Linked DNA regions of Columba livia: region 1 is linked to region 2. The links are chromatin contacts, called in public Hi-C maps. All regions are on one chromosome and are shown on one strand. The core of a region is the stretch at or near the end of the contact, and the rest is flanking DNA. Distances in the headings are between cores, read along the strand shown. Region 1 holds the start of AKAP13 (A-kinase anchoring protein 13). Region 2 overlaps AKAP13 (A-kinase anchoring protein 13).

The links. A called contact is a pair of places that touch in the nucleus more often than the background predicts.
Region 1: a Hi-C map of liver shows a contact between it and region 2, with 4 times the contacts expected there. The contact joins the promoter of AKAP13 here to the enhancer-like site in region 2. A contact is called at or near these places in 2 of 2 Hi-C or Micro-C datasets (crop and liver).

Annotation. Positions count from the first base shown.
Region 1 is chr11:6,590,781-6,597,282 of bColLiv1.pat.W.v2, reverse strand. AKAP13 (A-kinase anchoring protein 13) reads left to right here and starts at 3,913. Exons shown (of 40, transcript XM_065076595.1): 1 at 3,913-4,094.
Region 2 is chr11:6,516,079-6,522,429 of bColLiv1.pat.W.v2, reverse strand. The region is part of intron 4 of AKAP13 (A-kinase anchoring protein 13); the gene reads left to right. Among named protein-coding and RNA genes, the nearest start is that of AKAP13, 74 kb to the left of the region's middle. Within about 2 kb of position 2,044, at least 1 of the 3 cell types and tissues checked has an H3K27ac peak away from gene starts, as active enhancers do.

The DNA of each region.
Region 1 (6,502 bases), core at 2,664-5,163, 73 kb before region 2:
CAAAGCCGATTGTGGAGCTCTTCTCATTCTTCATTTGCTTTTCTTTTTTATTTCTGTGTTGACTGCTTGGAAGTTGCTGATAGAGGGCTGGTAAGGCAGCAGGTGCAGGTACAACACAGCTCACTAGATGATTTATTTGGCCCTGATAATATTTAAAGCAAATGCTATGTGAAATAAGATTTTTCGTCCATGTCACAAATCCATGCGGGTGTGGTTCAGCTAGGACTGTCAGAAGAGATGTTCCCTTACCTGTTTTCAGGTCCATTAAACATTAGTAACTGGAAAGTTTTGACCAGAAGGAAAAAGCAGTATTTACATCAGGGCTTCCAATGAAGGTGGAATTTTGAGAGCTTGGTGTCAGCACAGCTTATCAGCACACAGAGGGGCCCTGTGAGCTGCAGAGGTGGATCTGTTAGATTTGCTCCACCAATTGAGCAACTAACTCATCTGACGTCTGCATGAGCAACTGATAAGCACTGCCTTCCAGAATTGAGAAATAATCAGAAAAAGCAGCAATAAGCAGCTGAGGTACATAGTGGGTGATGGTTGCTGTAAGACTGCTCCCCTTCTCCCACCAAAGCTCCAGAAGCTTCCCACAGAGGGGCAGAAGAACTCAGTGAACTTTCTTTTATTTCATTAATTTAATATTGCAGGTCATAAGTGCTTGTGTTTTGGTTTAGGTGGGTTTTATTGTCACTCACCCATTCCAGGCCTCTCATGTCATAAGGGTGAACTCCAATGTCGGACTGTGACACACTTAGAACTTTTTACACGTTAACTGAGACACATCATCCACGGGAGTGGTGAAACTTCTCCTGAAAGTTGCTCTCAACCACAGTCCATAATTTTCAAGCAAAGATTGTACTGCTCACAGGACTTTAGAGATTACATTGGTAGGGAAGAAGGAAAATGATATTCAAATCTTTTCAGGTGTAGCTGCCTTTATCTCAGCCACCAGGCACTGGCTTCAAACAAGCAGGAACACAAAGAAAACACCATGCACTGTTGTCAGCCTCATTAATGTTCAGTGTCTCAGTTTTGTAGCTGCTTAAACACGATGAAAACAAATCTTTAATAGTTGCTGCTTCCATCATTACATTGCACTCTGTTTTCTATTCAGTTGCAAGGACAGCTAATTTCCAGCAAATGGGAACAATGTGCTCATATTGCTAATTCATGCCACTACACACAAATGTTCAGATTATGTTGTGCAGATCCAAATTCCATTCTCATTCATGAGTGCAACTCACACTTAAATCCAGGTTCCCAGGAAGAAGTAGGGAGCCCTGTAGCAAAGCTGGTGACAAATTAAAACCTGAAAGAGACAATGAAAGAACATCTGATATATTTTATTTTATTTTTTTTATAGTGTTTGAAAAGCAGACCTGGACGTATGGCAAATGGTGAAACCCAGAGGAACCAGTGCCAGAGGTGATTTGAAGGCAAATGATTTGTCAGGAGCCTGGCATCCACAAAGCTGCTGCACAAATTTCCCTTCATCCGCTGACTCTCTGTTTTGGCTTGTGGCTATATGTGGGTGCAGACAGGATATTTTGAGATAAAGAATTTGGGGGTGGATAACAGTTTAGAGACAAAAGTAAAGCACAGACTACACCTTGGGGAACGGTGAAGTAAAAAGGATGTATTTTATCAAGCGCTGGGCATCTGAAGTGGCTCATCCAGCCTTTTTGAAGCAGATGCTCACGGGTCTCTGGTCCTGGAGCATCACAAGGGAATATTTCTGATATGAAAAATTACACTTTGTCTGCCCGTGTTTTGATTCACACTCCTTGACTGAAAGATCCATAACACCTTTGATGAATGGGGTCCATCAGTTTATCGTCCTGCTTTGGTGCTAAGCTGCTGCATCATCTTTCCTTGAAATTTTCCACGCTGATTTCCTTGCCTCCTGGTTTAGAATATCAGTAAATGCTCCTGGACAGCCTTGCTGTCAGATCTCCTTTGCACCCATGTGCCAAAAAGACTTCCCCAAAGCATTTCCAAACCATTTGCAAGAGCAACACATGTGAGCCCATATACATGGACGTGTACATGGCTGGTACAGACTCAGCTGGGAGGCTGAGCCTTCTTTTGGTGCTTCTAATCCCCTCAATATGACTGTGGGTCCCCTACAGCAAGACCAGGGCTGTGTCAGCTCCAGGCAAGGCAGCAGAAGGCAGAGGTTGACTTACCTGGCTGGAGATGACAAGCAGAGAAGAAATGTTCCCTTGATGGACAACCAAGAGGGCTGAGCTACAGATCTTGGTGTGTGTGTTATGGAAAATTTTAGGCATCTGTTATCTGTTACCATGCTACCTCGCTCAGGATTGCCTCAGATGTTATGAGGTAGGTTGGGCTGGGCTGGGTTAGTCATTGGTTGGTTGGAGACTTATAGGGGACAGTTTCTGCAAGAAGTGGCTTTTCACTAGATGGTGCTCTTTCCTGAGCCATCACTGTGCCTGACCCCTCTTCATGAGTCTGGGAACTTCCAAGTCATCTGTCTCATAATCCCTTTTTACAGGGGTGGGAGAAGGTAAAAGAAAATGTATTTCCAGTATCCCTGCTTTCATGTGCCTCACCCTGTTGGAGCCACACAAAAAAAAATACTGCTTTACATCCTGGTTGAAAAGGGTGTACAACGTTGACACGTTCCAGTCCCTACAATTACCACATTGCACAAGTGTTAAAAGCATTTTTATGATTTCAGTTGATTTAAATAGGATCAGTAGTGCATATTTTGGAAGACAATGCCAAGTTCACACGCAGTGTTTTCAGCAGAAAATCTTCTGCACCGTACGCAGCATTGTTATTTCTGTTCTACCTAGAGAGAACACGATGTACAGCAATTACCTGCAGCCTTTGCCCAGTGCTCTGGCCAGCAGCAAGGTCTTGTTGGGAAGTATTGTGAAGTGTTGTTGAGGTCAGTTGTCGTGAGGTGGGGCTGCCCAGCTCTAGTAGGGCACAAAACATACATTTAACTCAGATTGCTACTATCTTTGTGGACATGATCACCTGGGCACCACCAGGTCTAGTGGGACATATGTGTGTACAGTAGCTTAAACAGAGTGGAAATGTTGGGCCACCATATGTACCCAAAGCTTCTAACAAAAATGGTAACTGAAGGCAAGTCACCACCACAACAGATCATGCATCTTCGTTCCCAGGAGCCTCCTCAGAGCCAGCCACATGTGGACCACAGGCCCCATGAACTCGTTTGCTAATGGTGAGTTGCCTTTTCCACCATTTTTCCAGGGCAAGCCATGGGAATGGTATGGGAGATGTCACTCGGTAAAATGTACACACCACATACAATGGCAGAGGAACAGGAGAAAGGTAGCAAGGAGCAGGACAAGACCATGGGCTGGCTTGGTGGGACTCGAGTTGAGCTGCTAGATTTTGTGATGGGTATAGATGTGCAGCTCACCTTCATGGCTCGACAGCTTGTGTTCTCAGCTCTGTAAGAGGCATTCTAACTGCAGGAGATGGGAACGCTAGAAATGCAACCCCAAGTAAAACGAGTCCTTAAATCTGGAGTTTAGTGCACGGCAAGTAAGACTCTCCTTCAAATACAAATAAGCAAACAGCATAAGAAGTGGTCTGTGTCCTTTCACACCAGCAGGCCAGTATCATAAACAAGTAGATGGATCTCCCACAGCAGCTGAGTAAACCAGGAAAGGACAAACGGGAGCAGAAGCAGCCAGGTGACAGGTGAGAAACCCGCACTAGCCCAGACGGGGACTCCCGGGCTTTTCCCAGCCGCTCCTCGTCCTTCTCGGGAGAAACTTACCCCCGAGCAAGTTTCCGGCACTGCCACCCTCCGCCATCCAACCCCCACCGGCCCGCCCGCTGCCGGGGGCGGCCCCGCTCGGCGCGGCTGGGCGGCGGCGCATGCGGGCTGGCGGCGCGGCGCGGGGGCGGGCACGGCGGCGCTGCTCAGGTTGCGGAGCCCACAGCCCCTGGCCCTCCTTCCTGCCCGCCTCCCCGGGCGGAGAGCACCCGGCCCGGCCGCCTCTTTCCCCCCTCCCCGTCCCCTTCCCTCTCCCTTCCCTCCCGGCCCCGCTGCCAGGGGCGAAGCCGCCCGCCGGGTCCCCGCGGTGAGTTTGCCCCGCTGGAGTTTGGCGAAGAGGTGGGGGGAAAGTTTGGGGAGGCCCCTGGCGGGGGTGGAGGGGGGCTCTTTCCCCCAGGGCGGGTGTGCGGGAGCCCCCCCTTCCCTTCCCGCGCCCTCGCACGCTTCCCCCGCCCTTCCTCCTCGTCCCTCGGGGGGTTTTTCTCCGCGCAACTTCGCGTGGAGACGCTCCGGGCGGTCCCTCTCCCTCGCGTGTCTTTCTTCCCGTTCATTTTATAGTTGGTATTTATTTTTAGTTTATTTCTTCGTGTTCTGTCGCGCGGCTGCTCCCCGCCGCTATTGTCTCCGGGGCCGGGTGCGCTCCCCCCGCTGCCGGCGCGGGGGTGGCGGCCCCGCTCCCCGATGGGGGGGCGGGCACGGAGCGTGCCCGAGTGTGCGCCCGGGCACACACACACCGAGCCTGCCCGCACTTCCTCGCTGTTCAAATTCTTGATACCGTGATCCGAAAAACAAATAAACAAACAAAACCCCAAACAAAAACCCAAGAAAACCTTCCGTGCTCGCTGACGCAACTTTGTATCTCAGTTTATTGCAAAGAAAGTAATATGGGCTTTATATCTGAGTCTCCGGAGCAACCGGCCCGTGTTGGTTTTTCTCACCTTTGGGCCTGAGTGGGCCTTGGAAATTACTCAGAGGGACATTGCTGTGGGGCCCGTTTTGTGCATTCACTCTGTTGCTTGAAAATATAATTTTTAATTTTTTCTTCTTGAATGGAGACACTCCTTTTGAGGCAAATATCGGAGTTTCTGGACTAAGATTGTGAAAGGCTAGTTGTTTCTTAACATGTAAATTATTGGGAGTTTATTAATCCACCTTCTGCGAGTGTGTTATCCCTGCAAGTCATATAAAGGAGTTGGGATTAGTCGAGATCAATGTTGCTGACGTCTGTAATTGGTTCTGCTCCAGTGTCCTTTATGAGGCTTCACTTTAACTGGAGCTCAGAGGTGGAAAAAAAGATTTTTTTGAAAGTTTTTTTAAGAGTGTGCTGTATTGATTCTGTTGTGGATGACCAGATGGGGATGTGATAAAGGGATTTGAAATGCTGCATTTCTGTAGGACAGTTGGTAGCTGTGGTGTTCCCTGTAGTGTTGGTCAGCCATGAAACTTGAGGTACTCATGGAGATATGCGATGCAGTAGAAATATGTAAAGCATGTAGCTTCAGAACTGAGTTTAGACAGTTGGTCTGAGATCCATGAATGTTTTGTGTGCTGGGAGTTTTGGCTAATGTAATCTAGTCAGTTTCAAAGGGCTGAGCTACAATATTTCTGTTTGTGGTGACTCTCTTCAGCTTAAAATCCATCCCTTGCTGGGTGTGTTTGTCATGTTTTACATGTCCTTGCTGAGCTACTGTGGAATTGCGAAGGTGAACCAAGTTCCACATAGTTCCTTAAAGATAAGGTACTAATGATTCATTTATTACCGTGTTAGAGGAGGTGTATTTTTATACATAGATACCTCAGCAGTGGGAGTAGATTGACGTTAGCCTTATAACATCCATGCCTGTGGACAAAAGCTGCTATCTGTACTGGAGGAGCATGTGCTTAGAAGCCACTCTGGTCCAGGCTGTCACCTTCTGTGGTGACAATATCTTGCCTGGATGCTTGGGTTTGGGGCTTTCTTTTACTAGCCTGATAGCAAGGTAAGGCATGGTTGAGGATCATTTGGGCTTGTGTTGTCCCTTGGCACAAGTTCAAGCATGTACCCATCTTCCGCATTCATAGGTTGAGCCTAGTACGTCTTCTTGCAGCTCTGCCCAGCGCTGGGCAGACGGGCTAGCCTGGGGCTGTTGCTAGAAGGGCACGGATGTGGAGTTCTGCAAGGCAGACGGGTTTTGTAGGTAGCTGGAATGACAAGTCTTCTGCAGGTCGTGTGGATACATGGCATTGTGTGACGGCGTTCCAGCCTACACCTCCTGCCCGGCTCTGGTGACCAAGGGACGGCCGGCATAGCCCGAGAGGGGGGAACATGGCATGTTCCGAGTGACAGAGTCCAGCCGGGATTGCAGCCAGGGAGAAAGGCAGCAGCTCGATGTTCCTGGTTTACAGCTTCACAGCATCAAAGGAGGGAAACGCAGTTAAGAAGTCAAAGCTTCGCATAGAAACAGAGCTCTGCCAGGTAGTGTCTGATGATGGATGTTTTTAAACACAGTCTATATAGGGAAGCTTTGAGACTCAGGCTTATGCAGAACTCGCTACTAATCTCTCAGCAGGATATACTCCTGAGTAAGCTGTGTTCTGGTCTAGGGTGTGCTTGTGTGCTAAGAGGAGGATTAAGTACTGTTAAAGGAATCTGGTTATTCTATCCAAAGCATGAATTAAGGCAGTGGTCAATAAATTATACTAGAGTAAAAAAAAAAGTAGTTTTATTGCTGGTAT
Region 2 (6,351 bases), core at 795-3,294:
TACATGTAACACAAATGGTTGAATGGCGCTTTTCCTCTGTTTTTCTCCTTAACTTTGATTGTTGCCGTTGTGCTGTTAATTTTGTTGTTGATTTTATCATGTCCTCCTGTGTGCTAAAAATTAGTAGAAGTGACATTGGCTGTTTGGTTGTGTGCAGGCTGTCTGAACAGCACTGTGTGGCACCAAGCAGATGCACTAAGCACGCTCTGAACAAGTGTTGGTAACATAAGCACGACAGAGCACGCGGAGCCCCGTGCTAAGGCAATGATACAGCTAAATCAGCTATTAACAGCCCAATCTAATAACTTGCCTGGCTCCGTGTAGCAAAGCGGTATGTCATGAAGATGTACCCATGGAGATAAATCATGTCTCTTTCAGCACTAACAAGATCCTGTTACTTTGATGGATTTTCTGTTGGCAGTCTGTAGAGATCTCCTTCAAGCTGCCTGGATTAATATGGGTGTAATACTTATAATAGCATCTTGACACTCAATAAAGATTCATCTCTGTGCTGATTGATTTGTAGACTGACAGAGACATGCTCTGTCAAAGGAAGTGTGCTACTCATAGGAGATTTCTTCAAGTATATCCATTTCTGCAGGAGTTTGTGTTGCTCATGCGGGTTCAGAAGAGGAAATCCACCCCTTGCTCACCACAAACCATTTATCTCTTCGTGAATAAACCCTGCTGCAGGATTAGACACCTGGACCTACTGTGAGATTGTGTTAATAAATCAGCTGTAATGATGCTGCTCCTGCAGACAGGGATGTCAAGGGTGTCCATGGTGTGTTTTTAGCACAGGGTGCGCTCAGGATGGATCAGTGGGAGCCAGCTTCGGCCTGGAGGCAACAGTTCTGGGCTCTCGTAGATGTCCATGTTTTGCCACATATTCCTTTTACCCAAAGAGTTTTAAAGAAGTGGTCTCTTGACTCTATATCCCTACTTTCCTGTGTCAATCTTTTATCCATCAGCATGCTAAGCGGAACTTATTTTTGGACCAGATTCTTTCTCACCTTGGAGGGAAGAAAGTGGTGGAGAGAAGAAATTTACTTAACATACATGTCAGTGTTTCGGTCATGGCTTTGTGGCCAGCACCGGAAGAGGAGATCTCTTAGTTTAGTGCAGCGTTAATGAAATATAGAAGGTACCACCTTGAGTTGCTCTGTGGGCTGGCAGAAGAACTTGTGCCATCATTCTGCTCTTTTGGTGACCTGTGGGCAAGACATTACGGTCCGCAGTTTCATCTTCATGAGGGTAAGAGACTGCATTGCAAAAACCTGCGTTTCTTATCACAGAATGGCTCACTATTTGTTCTGTTAACCTGAAACCCTTTGCTAACAGAAATTGTAGCAATGCTGTTAATTTAGATGGCAAACAAAGCTAGGTTTGGAGATGGATTTTTTTGTTTTGTTTTGTTTTAACATTGTAGTCATTCTTGTTGTCTTCCCTTGTGATTTTAAAAAATTTATTTATTTTAAGAAAACAAGAAAAAACTTCTCTCTGCTTCATGCTTCTTTAAGACCAAGAAGTTTTAAGTCATTGACTATGAAAAAGGACCCAAATCTACCCCAAACTTGGCAGCTCGCCATTCTGTTTATTACTGGAGTCTCTCCCTGGAGGCTTTATCTGCAGGAGGTTGCAACACTCCAGCTGAACAACATTCATCTTTCTCCATGCTCCTGACCCAGGTCACTGCCTTTATCAAGGGGGATGTCTCCAGGCGAGGAGGGATTTCTCGAGCCGCTCGTGTTCAGACAGATTTCACAGCCCTGCCTTTCTTTCTGGGGACTGGAAGTTCTGCAGAATAAACTGCTTTTGATGTTTTGTTTTGTTTTGTTTTTTTCTATTAAATGCTCCTGTGAGTCAATATGTACTGGTGAATCTGAGGATGTCTGTATTGACTGCTGTTATCTTCCCGTAACAGATACCTCTGACCATGTCCCTTGGTCTGTTCCTTTTATATATGTGTACTGGGAGCTTGCAGAGTAAGTGGCCACATGCACAGAAAGGGATGGACGTTCCAAATAGCATCATTGCAGCACCTGGAAGTACCAGGAAGCAACATCCAGGCCTTAATGTTGTTCTCAAGAGGAAAAATGCATTCGAGATTGAGGTGCCGTTACAAACTCGCCCCATGTGAAGGCAGAGAGGGAAGGGAATTCAGCTGGATGCTTTGTGGGTATGACCTGTGCTCAGATTTCACTCCTCTGGGCTGAGCTGCTCGTCTTCTGTTAACTGGAATAGCAGCCTGGAAGAATTTGCTGGATGTAGGTTATTTTTTTTCCCCTTGGTTTTATGAGCCAGCTGTGATAGTGCTTGGTGACTGCATTGTGTCTGACCAACTGGAGCACTTAGACCTGGGAAAACTGAGATCCAGTCCTTTCTCAATCAGAAGGGTTATTCCAGGAGACGAGAGCACTGTCATGTTTGCTCTAAAAAGTGTTGCCCAAACTCTTCTGCAATCAGGAGCCCATGCAGCCGTACCTGGTCTTGTGTTCTGCTTGGAGATGTCAGTGTGTCCCATGTGCTGCCGATGTCCTTTCCAGGTGTGGTTCTCCAGGGCGTTAAGAACATGTTTGTACCAACCTCAGGTAACTTTAGATGGGAAGGATTTTCCAGGATACTCAGCCGGGACATGGACACTGGCTGGGAGCAAAGGTTTAGCTGTTGTGTACTGGCAGGGGTAGATGGTAATGGATCATAGAGCATCTAAAAAATTATATTTTACTTTTTTTTTTCTTGTGGGATGATTTTGGCTACATTTTCTAAAGTTGCCTCTTCCATCCTCCAGCTGATTTCAGGTATTCTAGTTTTCAATTTGAGGTGGAATAGTCTCAACTTTCCTTTTGATTTTGTCTAACTTAACTATTGTCGGTCCTGTGCACTTTCCAAAGAAAATGTCATAGGATTGAAAAGACAGGTTTTCCTTTCAACACAATTTGGGTGAAAAATACTCAGTGTGTTCCCATTTCATTGATGCGGAAACTCAAAGCACAGGGATGTGAAAGGACTTGCATCCTGCTGTAATTACAGCCTGATCCTGTGTACTCTGTGTCATTCACTAGCTGGGGTAACAGCAAGTCCAGCTCCATCTAAAAGTGGATAAATAAAGGTACCAGTAAGCCTGAATTCCTTGAAGGAGGAGGAAGAAACCGCAGCTGTCCTCCTGGGTACAGTGCCGCTCTCTTGAGAGCTGTTTAGAGTTTCCCAAAATGGAGAAAAAAAAAATCTGTTTCAAAAGCATGCTTCTCTTTTTGTGTCCCAGCACAATGTAATAAGCATTGACCCAAGAAGAATCTGATTCATGGTATGAATAGCGGAAACTAAACAAAATTCGTTGCAGTGGCAGGTTACGTTTACTCATGTAATCCAGCACCTAATCCAGCCCCTTTAATAAAGCATCGTAATGCTGAAGTCTACAACAGCTCTTTAAAAGGAAATATATTGGGAGGAAGGTTTCTTTCCTTGTATGTGCCTCTCTCAGCTTCCTAACACATGGACTTTCCATCACTGGCTGGGCTTTACCTGCATGAAAAAACAGCTGGAGATAGCAATGGTCATCAGCAGCAATTTTGCTTTTCTGCAAAGAACAAATTCAGGGTTACTGGTTGTTAGTGTTTTCTCATTAAAAACAGAATGCTAAAGTAATGCTTGAGTGCTTCAGTATTGCTATCTAACACACGCTTCATTTTCGTAAGTATTTTTAGAGTGTGTGTGTGGAAGTCAGAGTGGGTGGTTAATGGGTTAGATAATGTACTTCAAAATTCCCAGTATGAACCATGGGGGGAAAGCCAGTTTAGAAATCACATGCTGCAGCTATAAAAATACAGCTTCACAACTTTAAACTTTGTTAGCCAGCATGATAAGGATATTTTTCCCTTCATCATCCCTTGTAGAGAAATGTACCTGTTGCTGGCAGAGCCGATATCCCTCAGGGAAAATGCCCCTGGCCAGCTCTACTCATGGTTTTCATCTTCAATTCTTTATTTGCTGGAACTGTCCCTATGGTCCCAGTTCTGCAAAACCAGAAAGATTTCCAGAACCTGAAGTGGAAAAGAAAGACGTCTTCGCGTGCTTAAAACGATTATTTATTTTTGGAAAGTGGATAGTGTTTTTCAGCTATATAACATAAGTGATCTTTATCCTTTTGAGCTTAGAGGTGTTGTTTGCTTCATTGTTGCTTCCAAATATTGCTGAAGTAATCTATTAAAAAAAATCCTTTGAAATTAAATAATTTTTACAGACATGGAAACAAAGTCTGAGGAAGAAGAAATGATTACTCAAAATTGCTTGTACTTTGCCTACACGCAATCCCTGTGCCTTTATAAATCCAGCACTGGAAAAACAAATACCTAAAAGGTGGAAATATGCTGACAAACAGGTGCATCGTCTATCTAGTTTTGGTTTTTAGACATAATAACAGTATTTGAGCCTTTTGAGAGATAATTATATTTCTGCTGCCTTATCTAAGCCAAAGGTTCAGAGATGTGCCACACTAAAATTACTTTCTGAATTGCTTTATAGTAGGTTCAAGTCTAAGGTCATGGCTTTAAACCCATCCCTTGCTGAGGCAAGCCTTCCGCTTTCTCCCTTTGGTTTCACAAAAGGAATATATTCAGAGGAAAGAGCCACATCCACCTTTTTTGCATCCCATTACAGCTGTCTGAAACCAGAGATTTTCAGATCTGAACGAAGGGAGAGGGCGACCTCTTTCATGAACGGACCAAAATGGAATGTTTTCATTTCCAATGGGCGTTAAGCCAAGTAAATATTAGTCAATTCAAACTAGTTTTGAAATTAAATTATTCTTATTTGTTGGAGCATTCCGGAGAACGGCTTTGATCTGCCTGTACTTTCACCAAAGGGATATTGGCAGGCTGGCCTCCCATTTCTAGCCATTTGGGATGAAAGCGGGGTTATAATAACCACCTTGTGTGGCAGTGATACTGAACAGATGACATTTTTTGGACAACATTAAATGAATAAAGGTAAACATACTTCAATTAAAATGTTTTTGGAGGCTGAATGCAATGGTACTGTTGGAAAGTCTTCTGTACGGGTTGGCTGCATTTGTAATTGATTTTCTTTAACTCCAACCATGCTTGAAAGAGAGGGGTTCATTCTGTTCGTTATTTATTTGCTTTTCAAATAAATAAGTTGTTTCAATGTAACTTTTAAAAAACAAATTGAAATTGGCAGTGGACAACAAAATTGTTAATAACTGGGAAGTAAAGATGTGCATTGAAGGTGCTTTGCTCTTTTCCATCTGGGATCTCGGATCCCATCGTGCACGGTGAGCTGTACCATGCACAGAACAGCCCAGAGGTAGCTCAGACACCTGTAAGAAACCTTGAAGCTCTCAATCTTGCTGAAGATATTTGGACACAACTTAAAATTTCAATTAAAAAAGAAAAAAGGCAAGCTCGGTTATTACGTTCAGGATATTGTGTGCTCCCCTTTGGTCTTTTGCTGGAGGGTCCTTTAGAAGAGGAGGAAGAGGCAGGGTGGTGGTGACTGTCCTGCTATAAAGTGCTACTTAGACACAGCTGAAGAGCCTTTCCAGTTGATATCAGCTGATGATAATTTGTGCTTCCCCTAGACTTAAACAAGAACTGAATTTAAATATAAATAGAATAATTGTGTCTGGATAGGACCACTGGAGGTCATCTGGTCTAACCACCTCCCAAAACAGAACCACCTTTGAAATTAGGTCAGACTTTTCCACACTTGAAGTTCATGTATCTATATTAAACGTTCAGCTATCTTGATTTAAGTCCAGGCTTAGACAGATTTCAAGTTATGTGGAACCCCTCTGGTGTTGAGCCTCCTTACGTGTATTTACACATTTTTTATCAATAACTAAATATACTCATTAGCTTTTGCAATAATGCTGCAAATTAAATTGCTTTTGCTTGAAATGGAACTGACTGTTTCAGGTGGATAGAGAGGTGTCTTCTCACGTGTATTTGAACTAATTATGCTTCATTTCCAAGTTAAATTTTTTAAAAGAATTCCTTTAACCGTTACCACTTTAAAATGTCAGCCCTGTTGATGAGCGTCCTGAAATGTCACCTGCATTTTAAGTCCATTTAAGTATTTTGTATGTTCATGCCCTAAGGGAGGAACCGTTTGAACAAAGACGGATATAAAAATCAAAGCACAAAGGGTTTGTAGGTTCAAACTCCAGCTTTTGTTTTTTTGAACATCCGCTCAAAACTGGATCCATTTGCTTGAAATGGAATATTTAGTTTTCAACTCAGCATGTGAACTGGTCATGCTTGAATTTAAAGCTTGATTTATTTCTTTTTGCACCTGTTTTTATTTTAACACTGACTATATACAATATATACT